2 separate regions of the Gossypium hirsutum genome follow, and region 1 is linked to region 2. A link is a contact called in public Hi-C data. All regions are on one chromosome and are shown on one strand. Each heading gives the region's core, a stretch centred on a gene start, on an enhancer-like site or on the middle of the called end of the contact. The rest is flanking DNA. Distances are from core to core; before and after follow the strand shown. Region 1 holds the start of LOC107923952 (actin-related protein 2/3 complex subunit 5A). Region 2 holds the start of LOC107924092 (putative pre-16S rRNA nuclease).

Region 1 (6,616 bases), core at 3,048-5,547, 700 kb before region 2:
TTTACACGCGTTTCATTAACTGCAAATTTCCAATTTACGTCAGTTTCAATTCAAATTCAAAACTCTCGCCATATCTAAAAACCCCTCACGTCGGTCTCCAACTTTCCTTCCATCCAAACAAGTCCCAAACCATGTCATTCCACTTCAGTAACACTCTACTTGGATTCATCAACTTCTTAACATTCCTATTCTCCATCCCGATCATCATAGTGGGCGTTTTGGTAACCAAGAGCAGCGTAACGGAATGCGGCTTATCTTCCGATAAAACCCTGATCGGCATCGGGGTCGCGATCATGATCGTCTCTCTGGCTAGCTTCGGAATACTGATTTTAATCCTCCTCGGCCTTGGATTTTCCGGTTTTTCATATGCTGTGAGTAGGAAAGGGACCGCTGAAACACTCCCCGGAAAAGGATACAAAGAATATAAGCTTGAAAAATATTCTATTGTAATTCAAAAGGCAATCAATGAAACCCAGAATTGGAATGATATCAAATCATGTATTGTTGATTCCAAGATTTGCAGCAGTTATGAAAACAAGTATCACAATGACACCATCCAAATGTTTTTCAAAGAGTCGATTGAATCCTATTCAGCTATCCTATAATTACCATTTCATATGATTCTTACCTTTTCTCAATCGCTTTGGTTTTATCTCTTAATTCCATTCATCATGGTGAAGAAACTGATTTATATTATATTATTTTTATATTTTATAATCATCTAAACAACTTTGATTCAGTCAGTTTAATTTAATAATTTTCTCAATTAAAATTGAATCAACTAATTAAATTATTTGCTGGATGATGCCCGTTTTTTTAAAACTGGATTTTGGATGAACCGAATCAATGTTTTTTTTTATCAGAAATTAAAATCGAATTTAAATGTAATTTGTAACATTTATCTCTATATATTTATTAGGAGGAAGGATTGTATGAAACAGTGACGCCACGTCATCTGTATCCCTTTCCAATAGTTTTATGCCACATCAGTATTCTTATCCTGAAACTGATGTGGCATAAAACTATTGGAAAGGGATACAGATGACGTGGCGTCACTGTTTCATATTTTCCTATTTATTAAAACCCCCTGTTTTATAACTATAATTTTATAATTTTATAACATATATTTTCGTTAATTTCCCTTCAAAATAATCGATTTTAAAAATACTTTTTTATATTTTATTATAATCTATTACTTTTATAATATGTTTATTTAATTTTGTAAAAATAGTATATTATAAAGTATTATTTAAAAATTTGAGACGTGTTTTGGTTGCATTCATAAAGAAGTCAAAGGTCAAATGGGTAAAAGGTCATTTCATTTCGAGATCGTATCTAAATTAAAACCTTATCGTATACAATAATTATCATATATGATTTTCTGTTAGATTTATTTTGAATTTAAGTCAACCTTACACAAGAGTAAATTTAAATTTTTTTTAGTGGAGTCAAAATTAAATTTTATTATTTATTAATTTATAGTTTGATCATTTTATTACATATTAACTTATATTCTCATATATATTTTTTATAGAATAGAATTATCAAAAAAGTGGGAAGGTTTGAGCAAAAATATAAGTTCGGAAAATGGATTTTGACAAAAAAAAGTCTATTTTCTAAATGGGTCGGGCCTCAAGTAAGTTTTTTTACCTAGACTCGGCTTGTCCCGAATTTGTTAAAAAAAAACTGTTGCTGTTCTGCAATTGTTTTATTGTCATTTTGTCATTATTTTATTATTATATTGTTGTTATTATTTGGATATTCTACAATTTTTGTTTATTATTATTATTATTTATTATTTTAGATACATTTGCTTGCTAAGTTGTACCTATCTTAGTGTTATTTAAGTATAATTTTTTTAAAAATTTATTTTTAAATTGTTAGAAAACATTTATTTTAATATTTTTAGTGTATTTGATATATTATATTTATTTTATTTTTATATAAAAAATAATATACAAAATTTAAATATGACCGAATCAAGTCGAGTTCAAATTCTAACAATTTTATCGAGAGAAATTTAGACAAAATTTTAAGTTTTTTTTTTTAAAATGAGCTTCAACCTGAAAAAGAGATAACAAATTTTGCTTTCCCTCGGCCATGATGACCTCTAAATAATCCTAAACGCACACACCCATATTTCCATCATTTTTTAAGGTAATAAATTACAAAATTTTCATTTTTTGATTCGTCTCTTGCATGAAATTTGTTCCAACATATTATAAATTTCAAAACAATCATGCTTTGTTCAAATATAATTCGTGATTAAATGATTCATTGCAGTCCGGGTGCTGTAAACTGCCGGACGAGTGCGTGTTTACATATAGAGGTCTGACGAACTGGACGAAGGAGAGCGGAGTTTTCGACAATCCCGATTGCAAAACATGGGAAAACGATCCCAAAGTGTTTATGTTTTAATTGCAAATCATGCAAGGCGGCTGTGGCAGATAATTTGAAGCAGTCGTTAAGGAAAAAGGCGACCGTCAATATCGTCTTCCTTGTTCTCCTCACCATAGGATTTTGTGTGTGTATTTGCGCTTTTTGGAACAACGGCAAAGACGATGCTTATAGTGCTTAAACGGTGTCTAAAGTAGCCATTGTATGTGATACTTTGCGTGTTAAGTTGGATTTGTTTGTAGTAATTCTACTATTAGTTTTGGTTAATTAACAATAAGGTGATATAAAGGATGTTTGATTTTTGAAACAATTTTGAGATTAAAAATTCATGTTTATATATTTAAAAAAACATGTAAATGGATGAAGTGGTTTTTTTTTTAATATTTCTGAATTTTGGTTATATTATTATAATTTTTATTTATAAAATTAAGATATGATTGTTTTTATTATTTATAGTTGAAATTTTTTAAATTTATAAATTTTACTAGATTGAATTTCCTATAAATAATATAATCTATTTAATTTAGTATCAATTCCAATCCAATTCAATAAAAACAATAAAACATTGTTAAATTATTTTTTTCATAATAAATATCAAAATAAACTGTCTAAATAGAGGTTAATAAAACAAAGGTACTCATAAATTATTTGAATTTCATTTAAACAATATTTGAATTCAATTTGATGATTATTTAGTCAAGCTTGAGATTGAATAGTTTGAGTTATCAATCAAGTTTAATTTGATTGAGGTTAAACTTTTTAGAATCAAAACTAAATTAATATAATATATAAATGTTAAGGTTATTATTATGTCAATTTTAAAAGCTACCATATTTAGGGTAAGTAAAATTTAATTTAACTCGAAAAAAATTAAATTTTTAATTAACTCTTTCTTTTTCAAATTTTGAGTTATAATTAAGTTAAATTTTTGAATTCAAATAACTCAAATAATTCGAATAAGTCAAATATTAAATCATTCTTCTCCTCTTCATCCAACCCCCCCCCCCAAACACTTTTACTTTCCTAAAAAAAAATTACTTCCTCGCAAACTCCCAAAAACATTTTTCCATTTATTTTCCCCGAAACTTTTATTCCCCAAACCCTTAAAAATATTTTTCTTTTATTTTTTTCTCAAAACTTTTACTTCTCCAAACCCTCAATTTTTTTTTCTTTTTTGCTTTCTCCTAAAACTTTTACCTCTCCCAAACCTCAAAATTTTTTTTGAACTTATGTCTACTATTTATATTATTGAATAAATTCCACACTTTATATTATTTATATTATTAAACTGTTTAATAATGTTGAATTTTTATCAATTTTCGTTAAAATTAAATTATTGATTATGACATAAAATATAGGTGTTAAAATTTTCTATAAGTATCAATTTGTCATTTTATCTTTAAAATAACTTTTATTAAAAAAATCATTTTTTACCTTTAATATATATTTTTAATTTCAAAATACAATGTGAGAAGAATTAGAAGATAATTGAAGCAACTAAGCAAGCAAATAAGCTATTATGTACATTAAAGATTAATAAATAAATTATAAGGAGATGGAAGTTAATAACAAATTTAATTCCAGTGAGCAAATTTAATTATGATGGGTGAAAGTGGCTACAAGGATCCAAAGTTATTTTTTAAATTTAACTCGAAAAATATATTCAATTTGAATTCCATCTCACTCAACTCGATTTGAGAAAATTTCAAATCAAGTTAAGATGATAAAATAGGATTCATCAGTTAGATTAACTCAAAAATTTTCACTCTATTCCATTTGATTCGATCGAACGCTCACTCCTAGACACATCATCTTCCCACAAGCAAGTGAAAAAAAAAATCGAATAGTTTGGTGATGATTTTATAACTTTTTATAATTAGATGACTAAAAAAAATTAGTAATAGTTGGTGGACTAACTGTGTAGTTTAACCATTTACTTTCGTGTAGAAAGTTTAAAACGACGCTGTTTAGGAGGACAAAAAGGCTTTCTTACTGGAACTCTGATTTTGGATCCGAGGAGTTAGTGAATTAGCGATGATGGCAGCAGCTGAGAAATTCGTGGAAGCTGATAATGCGGAAGCCATAATAACAAGAATCGAGCACAAATCCAGGAAGATCGAGAGCTTACTTAAACAGTAAGTATTTTTAATCCATTTAAAATCTCTTTTGAAAAAAACCCTTAATTAATTGAAATTAATTTCTTCCTATCTCAGGAATAAGCCCGTTGAAGCTCTTAAAACTGCGCTCGAGGGATCTTCTCATATGATACGTGACGAGCGATGCAAGGTTTTGGACCCCAAAAAATGTTCAATTTCTTTTTATTCAATTATATAAAACATTAAGCATTTCTTCTTCTTCTTTTCTTTTTAATTTTGGATTTGGGGATTTGCAGTCAGCGAATTGGATAGTTGTGCATAGAGCGCTAATGGCTATAAAAGATGTCGAAGGAATGTTCTCTTCTTTGGATCCTGAGTACTATGATATCCTTATGAAGTGAGGTTTTTTTTTTTTTTGGGTATTCCTTGTTTTGATTGTATTGTATCTCAAAATTAGAAAATTTAAATTAGGGCGAGCTAGTTTTATTCTCAATTATGCATATTAGTATTATGATCTCTTCCTAATAGATTATTTTATATTCCATGTTTGTAGCTTTATGTTATTGTCATTCTTATTGCTGATAATATGAGTCCAATTTCATACCCTTTAGAGCTGAATTTTCATAGTTGGTGCTGGTGCTATGGTTTTTAACATTTTTACTGTAATTGTTCTGATAAGGAGTTTGGTAGGGAACAATGTTACTTGGACTTGGTTTATTACAGATATAACAGTTTATTGGGTTTAAAGTCTTCTTTCTGTAGGAGTTTGGTCTTTGTTGCGAACTCAGAGTATTGGTGACAGGATATCTTATATTGGCTAGAATGGTAGGAACCTGAGGTTGAAAAAGAAAATCAGATTTGAATTCTGCAGAACTAATCATATTCAATATTGAATATTGGTAAAGGTCTAGAAGTTCATTCAGCTGATGACACTTACAAAACTTTATCTTTACTAGGTCTTTGAGTTCCGCTACTGAACATTGCCTAGTGAAATGTTATAGCTCTGGTAAAAGTAAACAATTGCTTTCTTGACAAGTACACATGCTCAGTATTTGTGTATTTGATACTGCAAAATAATAATAAGCAAGGATTATTGTGTTATTTCCAGGTATTTGTATAGAGGATTGTCAACCGGAGATCGCCCCACATGTGATCAGTGCCTTAGGATCCATGAGAAGCTGACGGAGAGAGCTGGTTTGGGCTGCATACTTCGTTCCCTTGCAGATACTGTGAATGCAATTTGACTCCAATAGGCCCTTCACTTTGGAAAATGTTTTCAAGTGTTGTTGTTCTTAAATCATTGAAGTGCTTTAGAAGCTTTTATGTTACAGCTTTTCTTCCATGATTCGTATTTCCAGATCAGAGTTGCGGTCACATGGGTTATATGGTCTCCTATCTGGCTTTTCTACTTGGGGTAATTGGAGGTGTTTAGGTATAGAATCTTATCACCACCTTCCAGTCCCTCTCCCTTTCCCTCCCTCTTTATCTTAATTTGAGAATCTTGTTACCTATGGGTTGCTATGAAATTTGCATGAAAAGAGAGATCGAATATGAAGCAAAAGACTTCAAAAAGTATAGATAGCTGTAATTGTTATATATACTAGACATGAGCATATTTTCTGTTCCTTATTGGTAAAAGTACGATGAAGCTTTTGTATTATAAGTTAAATTGTATTTTGTCTCTTTTATCTAAAAATAGGCAAATTAATTCATATATGTTAGATCAATGAGCAAATTGGCAATTTCTGTTAAAGATTCATCCATTTCTACTGGTAAAATACAATCCAACTCCTAGTAAAAAATTTTTTGGTACTTTTACCTTTCTTTTTTTGTTTCTTGGTTATATTTTTTGGTTTCTTGCCTGTGGATTGCTAGATGTCTAAAAATAGCCTGACAATCAACCAAAAACTTATTTAGAACTCAATAAATCTTAACTTGAGTAGGTGTAGTTGAGCTGAGGGAGTAGACATGAGATATAGAGTGGAAACTGTTGTTTCGTAGGGACCAATGATGATAAAAGAGAAGTAGTTGCTCATTGTTGAAACTGAGTGCATTATTGAAGACTTGCTAATGCAGTTATTAGCACATTGAGAGCACGTTTGGTTCGCTGTATTGGATTAGAG
Region 2 (6,390 bases), core at 1,066-3,565:
ATATAATGGACCAACTTTCATTAAGATAAGTTGCTTATTATCTACCATTTAGGTAGTTTTTTTGGTGAAATGAAATTTTATGTGATTCATTCATACAAGTTAGTGCTGAGGAGCATACTATGAATATTATATTCCAAAGCATGATTGATTTTAAAGATATTCATATATGGTTGATGGAATATTAGCTTGATTGACATGTATATTGTTGTTAATACAGGAAGACATGAGTTCAAGTGTGTTGAAGCGCATTATCCTCCTATTTATGGGTTGGGAGGGACTATGGGTAGTTCTAGGCATTATATTAAAAATAGCAGATATAATCAGAACATGTAATAATATTATTCAAATAAAGAAGAAGCCATATGTGCCTTGTCAAAATAAGATTATTTTTTTTTGTGTGTGTGCGTGCGTTGTCAATTGAAATTTCTCATACATAAGAAAACTTTAAGTTTGATACAAATGAACAAAAACTAGAGCTTTAAAATAAGACAAAACTTCTAACAAAAATATTCACTTAGTAGTCATGTGATTAAAAAATGAAGTTGTAAAAATCTAAATTTAGCAAAATAATTTTAATTGTGTTAATAGTTGGATTTGAATATCAGAAAGTAGATAGACTAAATTCCTAAAAAAAAAGTACAAAGACTAAATTCTAAATTTGTGAAGAGTACAAAAACTTATAGCATATTTTAACCTTATATCTCAATCAAAAGGAGAATTTATAAAATTTCGATCTAAACATATTTTAATAGATCATGTTTTAACACATATAAAGCCTTTTAATTTTACAAGTAGAATTCTAGTAATTAATAGTACTTAGTTGCTTACTTTCGAAATTCACAGTTTAAATTACTTCAATTTTTTTTGAAAGGGATCAACTTGCTTAATATCAAAATTGAGAGGGACTTGAAAGGTGTTTTTATCATTCTTCCCTCTACAAGGCTTAGTAGGAGGGCAACGTCCACGCCAAAAGCCCAAGTGGTATTTCAAAATAACCCGGTTAAAGAGACGGCCGACTCGACGTCAATGGAGCCCATTGGTTCTAATGTGGAAAGCAAGGAAGCCCACCTTAACTGGGTGAATTTGCATGAATTTAACATAATTTTGGGTGAACATACCTGAGAGGTCCCTATATTATAGGTATCTAATCAAATTAATCCTTATGCTATTAAATGGATCAATTTAGTCCCTCTACTATTAAAAGGAATCAAACAAGGCTAAATTGGAATATAGTTAACGTTTATTGCATAAAAAACGTCATTTAATATTTCACAAAGTTAATATTTTTAAAATTTTTATGGTTCTATAAATGAAATTTTGTGTTTGGAATTGAACTGCAATTGAAAAAAATAATTTTCAAGGTATTTTTTATGTAGTAAATTTAAACTCATTTACAATTTGGACTTATTTAATCCTTTTTGATAGTACATAAACTAAATTGATCCATTTAATAATAAAAGAATTAATTTGATTCAGTCCCCTAATACAAAAACCTCTCATATCCTTTAACTCATAATTTTGTCATATATTTTAAAAATGACACAAAAAATTTTTAGTTTTTCATTTGTATTTCAAATTTAAACAAAATGTTTCATTTTTAAAACCATAAAAAAATTTAAAAAATTTAAACAATAAATGATTTTTTTAAATTATAAATGTTAATTATGTTAAAATTCGATCATGGTTTATTATTTTTAATAATATATGGACTAAATTAATCTATTTAATAATATATGAGCTAATTTGATTTTATTCTTATAATAAAAGACCTACCCGGTACTTTTATCTTTAATTTTACTATAACATTAGTTAGTTCAAGTAGTTAGCATTTCTACTAACTAATGATATTATGTATAGGAACCAAATTATGTCAAATTATTGGGTAAAAATGCTAGAGAGGCCCCTATATTGTGTGTCAAATTGCATTTTGCCTCCTTTACTAAAAAATGGGCAAATTAATCATTGTACATTAGATCAAAGAGTAATTTGGTCATTTCTAGTTAAAAATTGATTCAATACTACTATTAAAAAGTAAAAATTGGCATGATTAAAAAAATAACAAAATAATAACACCGTGACGTGTCACATGTACCTCATGTTGATGTACATGAATAAATTTTTAACAATCGGAATTGATGAAATTTTTAAAAGAATAACCAATTTACTCTTTGATCTAACTTAGAGGGACTACTTTATTCAATTTTTAGCAGAAGGGACAAAATGTAATTCGACTCTAGTGCAACAACTAAAGTATAAATAGTAAATCTTAAATTTACTCGTTATAGAGGGATCATGTTTTAAAATCCCCCAACAATTTTCTGCTTGGATAGGGAAGCTAGGGGGCTTAGTGTATGACACTCAATCTCCAATGTCTTCACCGCGATTGCAATCACATCCATTTTTCAATCCATCTAAAACCAACCCTAACCTAATCTTCTCAAAATCCCCATTTTTTCTTCCTTATTTCTCAACCCTAATCCGTAATTATAATCCGAAACCCAATGCCTTGTCGTCGTCTCTCCAAGAATTCCCCCCAAATGCCCTTCGCCGTAAAACCAATCCACAATGTACAGTAGGGTTCAGCCTAGGCGTGGATTTGGGTTCATCACGTACCGGTCTTGCCCTTAGCAAAGGTTTCTCCGTTCGTCCACTCACGGTACTAATAACATCATTCAATTTGGTTTTCAGTTTACTACCTGTTCGATGTTTTCCCTGTTTCTGTATCTTTATAGGTTTTGAAATTGAGAGGACAAAAACTTGAGCTACAACTGCTTGACATGGCTGAAAGAGAGGTTAAAAAATTTACTTTCTCTCTTTTAATTCGAAGCTTTTTAAATGCAAATTTTCGGTGTAATGGTAGAGTTATATATATTGTAGGAGGTTGATGAATTTATAATTGGAATCCCTAAATCTTGGGATGGAAAGGAGACCCCTCAATCGAACAAAGTTCGTAGTATTGCCGGACGGCTAGCGGTTCGAGCTGCCGAGAGGTAATGTTTTTTTATGTTTCTCGCTTGAAGTCCAAACTGTTTGCGTATTTGCTTCAACCATTTGGGTTGGTCTTAATTTGCATAAAAAATCACTTTTTTTTTTGTGTGTGTGTCTCAATTGCTTTACTCAAACTCAGGGGTTGGAGAGTGTATCTACAAGATGAACATGGGACATCATCAGAAGCTGCTTACAGGATGATTAACTTGTACAAATAAGTTTCCCCAATTTGATATTTCCTGTCCAAGTCACGACTCTGACGGCTGTGTCTCCAAAATTGTCCCTTTTGGATACACATAGATCCTTTGCATGCCAAAGAATGCACTCCACTATACTAATTGAGTGTTGGTCATATTGCAGAGTGCACTCATTTGTGTGTAAGGCCACGCGCATCTGTTTGTGCCTCACAAGGTGGACTAGTGTGCTAGGTCGGGTCCTTATATTGAAGATTTGTGATTATGAGAAGAGGACAATTGCAGATTGTGCCTCATGACCCGGCCTAGCATGTCGAAATTGTCCTTTTTGGATATACATAGATCCTTTGCATGCAAAAGAATGCACTATACTAATTGATTGACTGTTGTATTGCTCATTTGTGTGTAAGGCCGCGAGTTCAAATCTGTGAAGACGCACCTGTTGGTGCCTTGCAACATGGCCTAGCATGTTAGGTTTGTTGATGCCTACGACTTGTTATGAAAAGAGGACAATTGCAAAGGCATAACGTTCTGGGTCATGATATTTCTGTATCTTTGAAATTTTTTCTTCTTGATGTCTGAACTGGAGCATAATTCTTTCACTTGTCTTTCAGGGGTCTCAACAAGTCTGCACGCCAAAAAACCTCCGATGCATATGCTGCTGTGGTCTGTAGCATTTTTCTCTTTTTTATGATTGAAAAACGATAATAGTATACTTCTTCAATGGTGATTCATGGTTGTAGTGAACTTTTGGTTTAATTTGTAAAGAAGACCATGGATTTCAATTTTGATGTCGTTCATTTTCTTCTTATACCTCTTATTATTATTATTATTATTTATTTTTTTTTTTTTTTTGTTCTTACTGCAGATATTACTAGAGAGATACTTTGCCATTTCCGGTGAGGACATTGAGATTGTTTTGCCGAAACAGATTGATTTGCAAGAAAAACTCAGAAAGGGTACACCACTGGACATCGATTTTTCACCTGAAGAATTTGTTGATTGATAATACCTTGTAAGGATAACCAAATCCTTGTGTTTTATCTAGAGTTTAGGGAATATGAATTTGAGAGTGCATATGAAGTAGTGCTTAACAATTGCAACTCCTAGTCTACCTAAGTGATTTTGCTGCAAAATTTTCCATTAAACCAAACTGGAAAGAACCAAGAACAGAAAATGTTAAAATCTTGCACTTGGGGTGACATATGAACAATTAGGATCCCAGATTTCCTTTTAGTTCTCTTATATTTATGAAAAATAATACCATTTAACTCAAAGAGTTGAATATGTAGGTGTTGACTACAAATTTAAGAGGCTTATGATAGGATAAAGAGGAAAGGGTATATTATTAATGCTAAATGCTCAAATTAGTGCTTTGCTGAACCATTTAGAGGTTTGCTTCAAATAAGGGTCAAATTTGTAATAAAAATTAGGGGAATATGATGCGATTAGAATAGAACGCACATGTAATAGTTGAATCAAATATTATTTCAAAAAAAAATATAATTTAAAACTCAAAATATGACATTTGAAAAGTCTCTATTTGAGCATTTTTGAAAAATTTTAGTCCTTAATTGATCATTTTGAAAGATTTAGCTTTCATTTGAACACTATTGTGAAGGATTGACCTTTATATAATCATTTTGAAAGATTTGCCTTTTATATATGATCAATCCCTAGAAGATTAAGTCTAAGTCCCAATTTAAGCATTTACACCATGTTTGGTTGGGTGTATTGGCTAATCGGTGGGCCCCACTTAAGCGCCCTTTATTCCGTTGTTTGGTTCATGGTAATGCTATTACGGGTGTAATCCATTACTGCCCTAATCGGTGAAATCCACCGATTTCTAATCCGTCCCTTTTGCTCAGTTTAGGTGCTGCTTCACTTTACCCTCCCTGTTTTACCCTTTGCCTCTTCTGTTCCCCTTTGCCATCAGGAAGGAGATTCAAGATGAGACGGATAGAGAAACTGGCCGAACCAAGCAAATCTCCAGTGTTCCAATTCATCTTAGGCGTTATCATGTTCTGATTCATGTTTCCTTTGACTTAGATATTGGAAGGCAAATCTTATCGGCTGAAATTCCCTTGGGTTGGTGTCGTGAATCGCTCACAAGCAAATATTAACAAGAATGTTGATATGATTGCTGCTCGACGTACAGAGCGTGAGTATTTTTCTACTACGCTTGAATATAGGCATCTTGCTCATAGAATGGGTTCTGAGCATCTTGCTAAGATGCTTTCAAAGGTAATCTATAGGGCGTTTATTTCTTTTTTTCCTTTTTTTTTGTACTTTTTATCCTATACTTTCTTGTAAAGGACAAGATGATACTGGGTTTAATGCTATCTTTTCTTAAGTTGTATTAACTTTGTCATACTGGTTAATGTCTCAGCATTTGGAAACTGTTATCAAGTCTAGAATCCCTGGCATTCAGTCCCTTATTAATAAAACAATTGCTGAACTTGAAACCGAATTGAGTCGCCTTGGAAAGCCTATTGCAGCTGATGCGGGTGTAAGTGTGCTCTTGTGTGTGGATTTTGGAATTCTTTGGCTATTCCACTTGCAGTTGATTATTAGTTATAAGCTCTTTAGGAATTACTGATGATTGAGATGCTTATACAGGGGAAGTTGTGCACAATTATGGAGATTTGCTGTCTTTTTTATCAAAATTTCAGAGAACATTTGGATGGGGTGTATGTATCACGTCTTGTTTTACCTTCCTTAATACACCTATCTTTAACATCATTCAATTTTGCTAATTTTGTTAGAGATTTTGTCTTGACTTTCAATATTGTTCACAGGCGTACTGGTGGTGATAAGGTTTACAATGTTTTCGACAACCAACTTCCTGCTGCTTTGAAAAGGTTGCAATTTGACAGGCAACTATCAATGGAGAATATTAGGAAGCTCATTACTGAAGCTGATGGAAGCTGATGGCTATCAACCACATTTAATAGCTCCCGAACAAGGATACTGTCGTTTGATTGAATCTACTTTAGTTACTATCAGAGGTCCAGCTGAGGCTGCTGTTGATGCGGTATGAAAGTAAATTTTAGAAAAAATGCTATATCTGTCATATTCAATTTGGCATGCCAAGATTATCTAGTTTTCTTTTTCTTTCAGCATCAGTTCAGTTGTGATTCTTAAAAAACATTTTTTTTCTTTCAAGTATCAAGATTCTTGCTATCCTTTACTATTTAGTTGTCTTACA

What was found. A called contact is a pair of places that touch in the nucleus more often than the background predicts.
Region 1: a contact with region 2 is called in a Hi-C map of leaf, with 3 times the contacts expected there. The contact joins the promoter of LOC107923952 here to the promoter of LOC107924092 in region 2. A contact is called at or near these places in 2 of 34 Hi-C or Micro-C datasets (callus and leaf).

Annotation. Positions count from the first base shown.
Region 1 is chrA12:77,414,944-77,421,559 of Gossypium_hirsutum_v2.1, reverse strand. LOC107923952 (actin-related protein 2/3 complex subunit 5A) reads left to right here and starts at 4,297. Exons shown (of 4, transcript XM_016854175.2): 1 at 4,297-4,532; 2 at 4,611-4,683; 3 at 4,790-4,890; 4 at 5,602-6,117. The coding sequence starts at 4,432. The coding sequence ends at 5,737.
Region 2 is chrA12:76,713,529-76,719,918 of Gossypium_hirsutum_v2.1, reverse strand. LOC107924092 (putative pre-16S rRNA nuclease) reads left to right here and starts at 2,315. Exons shown (of 7, transcript XM_016854390.2): 1 at 2,315-2,656; 2 at 2,733-2,792; 3 at 2,878-2,990; 4 at 3,128-3,196; 5 at 3,797-3,848; 6 at 4,051-4,197; 7 at 5,232-5,426. The coding sequence starts at 2,369. The coding sequence ends at 4,188. It also overlaps the pseudogene LOC121211401.